Linked DNA regions of Xenopus tropicalis: region 2 is linked to region 1. Evidence: chromatin contacts called from public Hi-C data. All regions are on one chromosome and are shown on one strand. Each heading gives the region's core, a stretch centred on a gene start, on an enhancer-like site or on the middle of the called end of the contact. The rest is flanking DNA. Distances are from core to core; before and after follow the strand shown.

Evidence for each region. Hi-C and Micro-C count contacts between places; a contact is called where the count stands out from the background.
Region 2: a Hi-C map of liver shows a contact between it and region 1, with 7 times the contacts expected there. The contact joins two enhancer-like sites. A contact is called at or near these places in 2 of 5 Hi-C or Micro-C datasets (brain and liver).

What each region holds. Positions count from the first base shown.
Region 1 is chr1:21,870,667-21,873,862 of UCB_Xtro_10.0, forward strand. No RefSeq gene overlaps it. Among named protein-coding and RNA genes, the nearest start is that of tnip2, 5.1 kb to the left of the region's middle. Within about 2 kb of position 1,740, at least 2 of the 11 cell types and tissues checked have an H3K27ac peak or open chromatin away from gene starts, as enhancers often do. A contact at or near this core is called in liver, where this site is marked.
Region 2 is chr1:21,944,956-21,948,151 of UCB_Xtro_10.0, forward strand. No RefSeq gene overlaps it. Among named protein-coding and RNA genes, the nearest start is that of sh3bp2, 40 kb to the right of the region's middle. Within about 2 kb of position 1,751, at least 2 of the 11 cell types and tissues checked have an H3K27ac peak or open chromatin away from gene starts, as enhancers often do. A contact at or near this core is called in liver, where this site is marked.

The DNA.
Region 1 (3,196 bases), core at 490-2,989:
CAATGTATATGGGCATTATTATGCAATTATACATGTCTAATAAACCAATAAGAACAGGGTCGGACAGGGGGGTGCAGGGCCCACCGGGGCTTCTGGCTCGGGGGCCCCTGCACCCCTCCAATGGCCCTCGCCGCAGCCTTTCACTCCCCGCAGGCCCACTAATCCAACCCCCTCCCCCGAGCCCCTCAATTAAACTTATGATCAGCGCGTCAGGGGAGGCGGTAGGGAGACCTGTATAGTACAGTCACACCAACGCCCCCCCCCCAAACTCCATTCGGTCACATGGTAGCTCCCCAACACCCCACATCTGAGGCATGTACCTCTTCTTCCTACCCCATGTTCTAGCCTTTGATACCTCTATGTTGGATCTAAACATGTATATAATTGCATTTACTATATCATTGTCACTGTGTTATCTTCCGTCTTGTTGTGACACAAGCTGTGTACAAAAAGATCACTCAGTAAAGGAACAGCGTGTTCTTTTTTTTTTCTTTTTTGGTAAATAAATCAGTAAAATACCTAGAAAACTATTTTAGTAGTTGCAATTCTTGTGAAATAGGAATGAGGCAAATCTATAACAGACACACATAGCACTCAAACCCCCATATGTAATAAAATGCACTAAGTTTGCCCAGGAGCAGTAACCTAGAGCCACCAATAAGATATTTGCTTTTAAACAGGTGACCAGGAAATGCTACCTGCTAATTGGGTGCTATGAGTTACTGCACATGAGCAATGTATATGGGCATTATTATGCAATTATACATGTCCAAGATAAACCAATATGAACAGGGTCGGACTGGGGGGTGCAGGGCCCACCCGGGCTTCCAATGGCCCTTGCCGCAGCCTTTCACTCCCCGCAGGCCCACTAATCCGACCCCTTCCCCCGAGCACCCCTAATTAAACTTATGATCAGCACGTCAGGGGAGGCGGGAGGGAGACCTGTATAGTGCCCTGGGGATCAGGTCTGGGCTGCCGGGACCCACCGGGTTTTTTCCCAGTCTCCCAGGGGCCCTGTCTGACCCTGAATATGAAGGAAGGGGTCTAGCAACCAGATATGTGTTCTAAAGCAATGCCATGTTATAGAAAAAAATTGAGCATGGCTGCAGCTTGGAGCTCATAGCTTAAGGCAGGCCCAGACTGGCAATCTGTGGGCTCTGGCAAATGCCAGAGGGGCTGCTGTAAGGTGCCATAGTCACTCACTATTTATTGGGCTGGGGGGGCTGTTTGGGCCCCTGTGTACTTGGAATGCCAGGACCTATGCTGGCTCACAGACCAGGCCTGGCATAAGGTACCCCAGAGTTATGACTGATCCTTCCTTTCTGCAGCCAAACCTCTGTCCTAAATTCACACAAGGTTCATGGCACAATGGAGTAAATAGGGGCCCACGGCCCTTCCCAATGCTGTGGTCTAATGACCCACTCTCTTAAATTATGGTCCTGAAGACAGCAAAAAGTTTTAAGGAGAGTTAGCAAAGGGTAGGCAAGAAAACCACCTGTCTGCTGCAGGGGTCAGTCTATGGCATATGCGTTCCGTGTTCTAGGGGAAATGAAGCACCAAAAATAATGTCGTCCCTAGCAATTGGTTAAATGTGAACGGTGCATTTTAGCTTGCCCTTTACTGGATTAGGTAATGAAATTCTGTTTTTGCCTCCTCTTTGCTGCTGGGAAAGAATGGTGGGATGTGCCCTGTAATAACGGGTCTCACCAGCCTTTAGAAACCCGTAGGAAATGAAGTAACTTCTCGCCACTGTGCGTCATGAAATTCTGCAGAGTTAATTGCCTCATAGACAACCGGCCTCCAAGCAGAGTCTTAACGATGGGAACCAAATTAATTAAAAACACTGTCATTTTCTTTGATTGCGCAACATTATGCACAAAGTATTACATTTATGGTGCAGAAAGTGATTCCCTGTTTAAAGCAAATGCATGACTTTCACTTGATTTTATCTTTAATGTTCAGCCAAACATATTCACATTGGTCATAGGTGAGCTGATAGCCCTGTATATCTCTATATATTCATGTACTGCTAGGTGTGGGAGCTGCCATACTGCCCAGGTACAAGTCTGATTTGCACTCTGGGAATCCTATAAATTGCCCCCCCCCCCCCCCCCCCCCCCATTGACTAATTCTTTTGTTGCATTTATATTGGTGTTTCTTAAAGGAGAAGGAAAGGTAAAAACTAAGTAAGCTTTATCAGAAAGGTCTATGTAAATACAGCCATAAGCACTCACAGTAACGCTGCACTGAGTCCTCTATCAAAACATACAGGATTTCTTGTCTGTTTGTTTTCTGTGCCAGAGACACGCAGCTCTCTCCTCTCTCTGGCTCCCCTTTTTGTTTGGCAGCTTTCCAGTTTGGAATTTGAGCAGCAGGAAACAGGGTCCAATTTAACCTAGCAACCAGGCAATGGTTTGAATGTGAGACAGGAATATGAATAGAGGGTGGCCTAAACAAAGTAAGTAATTAGATTGATTCTTTAGAAGTTAGAATAGTGTTTATGAACCTTGTTTATATAAGGCAAACTGCATCTTTAATACTGCACCAAACTGGAATATATATATCAGTAAATATTGCCCTTTTACATCTTTTCCCTTGAGCCGCCATTTAGTGATGGGCTGTGTGCTCCTTCAGAGATCAGCTGACAGGAAGTAATGCAGCTCTAACTGTAACAGGAAGTAGTGTGGGAGCAAAAGGCAGAACTCTGCCCATTCATTGGCTGATGGGGCCTAGCATGTATGTGTGCCTTGGCTTGTTTGTGTGCACTGTAAATTGTATGATCCAGTGACTTGTGGGAAGGCCAGAATGCTTGCGCAAGGCACTATATCTGTATACAGAGTGGGGTGGAATTAGTTGTGTTATATAAGAATAACCGTGACTGTACATAAGGCTTAAGGAGTGAATCAGCAGAGGAGCAGCTGGAGACTGGAATTTACAGTCAGCCCATCAGGCAGGCAGTTTACTGGAAATGAAAGCGTATAGTTTACGCAAAGTTCTTATTAATGTATAGTCTCACTATAAGGGGCTGGGAGAGGATCCGTGTCTGTCCTGTAATAGGATCATTATAGGGGCTCATTTTTAGTGGGGCTGATATATCAACCTTCCAATTCCAACTTGCCATGATTTGACATTTTTTGAGCTAAAATCCACAAATTTAAATTGGGGTTTCCCAAACCCGATGGTTCAATATGTATTA
Region 2 (3,196 bases), core at 501-3,000, 74 kb after region 1:
CTATAGGCGTCATTTTACTGTCCTACATCCAGACATTATTATTTCTTCTGGTACTATAGGCACTATTACACTTGCTGCATAGAAGGTAAATATATAAGTTCCTGAAACTTTAACTTAATTACCCTTTCTCTTTGTAGATTGTAAGCTCTTTTGGGCAGGGCTCTCTTCACCTCTTGTATCGGTTATTGATTGCTTTATATGTTACTCTGTATGTCCAATGTATGTAACCCACTTATTGTACAGCGCTGCGGAATATGTTGGCGCTTTATAAATAAATGTTAATAATAATAATAATAACAATTTACTGCAATGCCACATTCTACTATATGCATATACAGCTCATGACAGCCACTCCTTTATGGCTGCTCTAAAGATAACTCTGGAGTCCCCAGTACTTCCAGTAAGTCCTATAATTTGAAAATCTAAAGTTGGAATTATTTAGACCACACTAAAGGTGGCCATACACGTAAAGGTCTTCTACCGATATCCCAATCTACGGGTGGGTGATATCAGGGAAATTTAGGCTAATTCGTCGTTTGGCCCCAGGGCCCCATCGAATTATAATGACTGGAATAGGCGCAGTCAGTTTGGGGACCGCATCAACGAGCCGAGGCGGCCCCCGATCCGACTGAATTTTTTAATCTGCCCGATTGATATCTGTCCAATTTCAGGCCAGATATCGGTCGGGCAGGCCTGTCGTTGTTTCCCCTACACGGGCCGATAAGCTGCCGAAACAGTCCAAGGGACTGATATCGGCAGCTACAATCAGCCCGTGTATGGCCACCTTTAGATCTGTGCTAGCCATTCCTGATCTGCCCAAGCCACTACTTCTTTTGAGGGATCCAATTCTAGACTGACCCAACTATATCAGGTGAGAGAGGATACGCCCCCTTCTGTTCATAAAGTCATTATACAGCAAAAGCAAATTTATTTTTGTATATACCCGTGACTAACTTGTCCAACTCTGTTGTTACCAGAGAAGACCAGGGAGGGGCAGGCCAGCATGAGTAAATAAATATGGTGCAACTGCCAGAGGAATCAGGGGACACTTATGCCACGGGCGGTGTTGGCCGTAAGAGATGTTTTGCCCCCAACGACGAAAGATGTGCTCTGCACATCACTACTGGGCAATGCCAGCAAACTTGATATTACATTTACAGTACAGGAATAGGCAGTGTGAAACCCTACAGCTGTAGTTGAACTACACAGAACCCCCTCCGAAAGGATGCATTGGCAAGCAGAGAAACCACAGAACACAAATAATTTTATTTACAGGAAGTCAAACATTTGTGTAGTGATATCACACGTTATCGCTAAACAGCTGCTATTTAGAGATGGGTACCTACCCTGTAAAATACAATATTTTCCAATTCCAACCACCCGGGGCTATGAGAAAATCCCATCATAAAATGCATTTTTGCTGTACTGTGTTACAGTCACCGTTACTCAATGTCCCTTTCTTGTGGGAGCTGCCTGGACGTCAGACTGCTCTGTTTAGAGCTTTATGTTCCATTGACCTTTTTCTCTAGCACTTCCCATCTAGAACTGAATAAAAGTGATAACAGAAAATAAAATCAGATGTTTCAGTATTTGTTTTGAGCACTGACAAAGGGCAAACTTCAGCTAGCTGAGTCAGTAGGTCAGACTTGCCCACGTCAGGGAAAGCTGAATTTCAATCTAGTTCTATTTACACCGCAGCTGTATGACAGCTCTCAAAGGTCGGGGCCCGGGGTCCCTGTTAATACTGGCAGGCTTGTTTCCATTCTGTCAGAGGTGATTGTAAGAAAGGGATCACCCTTCTCACTGACTATTTCTCATGTATTTCCATCCACCCAAGGTTAGTAAGATTTGGAGAGCAGAGGGGGGTGGGTTTGAGCAATAAGAAAACCCCCTTTAGTTTGCTTTGCTTTGAAATCCACTGTATTACATGAAATCGGTGTCGGAGAAAAATCACAACAAAAACGTCAGTTTTTCTGATGATTCATCATAAAATAAGGTTATTGGAGCGTGGGAATAATTGGGGGACGCGTTTAGAAAATGCAGCTAGAAATGACATGCAGGGGCCGATATGTTGTAAAACTACAACTCCCATCAAGCCCTGAGTTTTAGCTAAACATCAACTGGAAGGCTGGAATAGCAAACACACCATGAATGTGGCTTCACCTTGATTTAAAAATGATTAGATTGCATTTAAAGGAAAAAGTACCCCCCTTTTTGACATGGGCTCATTCATTTGGAAATATATATAGAAAAGGTTTATTTCAACAAAAGTAAATCCGGGAGACTAATCTCTAGCAACAATATAAATTGCTAGTGGTAGGGCCAGGGCCGCCATCAGGGAGGCACAGGGGGGACAGTTGTCCCGGGCCCGGCCAATCTTCACTTTTAAAGGGGGCTGTGCCACAGTTTTCTGACTGGCTCGGGCCCCCTTTAATCTATTACGGCCGGGCCCTGTCATTCGATTGATCATGCCCAGTGCGTATGTGTGACGTCAGTATGCACAGGGCGCAACCGTACAAAAAGGCCTGTCTTGCTGAGGAGTACAACGTTGTCAGAGTCGCCGCTGGAGCTGCCACTGCTGAAGAAGGAGATGCCAAAGAAGAAGACGCCGACTTCGGGAGGCACTGTCTATGGGGGGCACTGTCTATGGGGGCACTTTCTATGGGAGGCGCTGTCTATGAGGCAATTGGGGGCACTGTCTATGGGGGCAATTTGGGGCACTGTCTATGGACTATTGGGGGCACTGTCTATGGGGAAATGGGGGGCACTGTCTATGGGGGGCAATTGGGGACACTTTCTATGGGGGGTACTGTCTATGGGGCAATTGGGGGCACTGTCTATGGGGCAATTGGGGGCACTGTCTATGGGGGCAATTGGGGCACTGTCTATGGGGGCAATTGGGGGCACTGTCTATGTGGGGCAATTGGGGGCATTGTCTATGGGGGGCAAATGGAGGCACTGTATAGCCTTAAGGTGGCTATACACAGCAAGATTCGCTCGTTTGGCGAGGTCGCTCCTAAGCTCCTAAAACCACCCATATTTATAGCTGTTTTGTAAATTGTAAGGATATATCATTTTCTAACAATATGTGCCACTGATTAATCCAGTATTGAAAGACTGCTATTTTAAGCAGAAGTCCATTCCTTTAGCTCTTATGAGGTAATGTGCTCACACACAAACCAAGGCCACGTGCCCG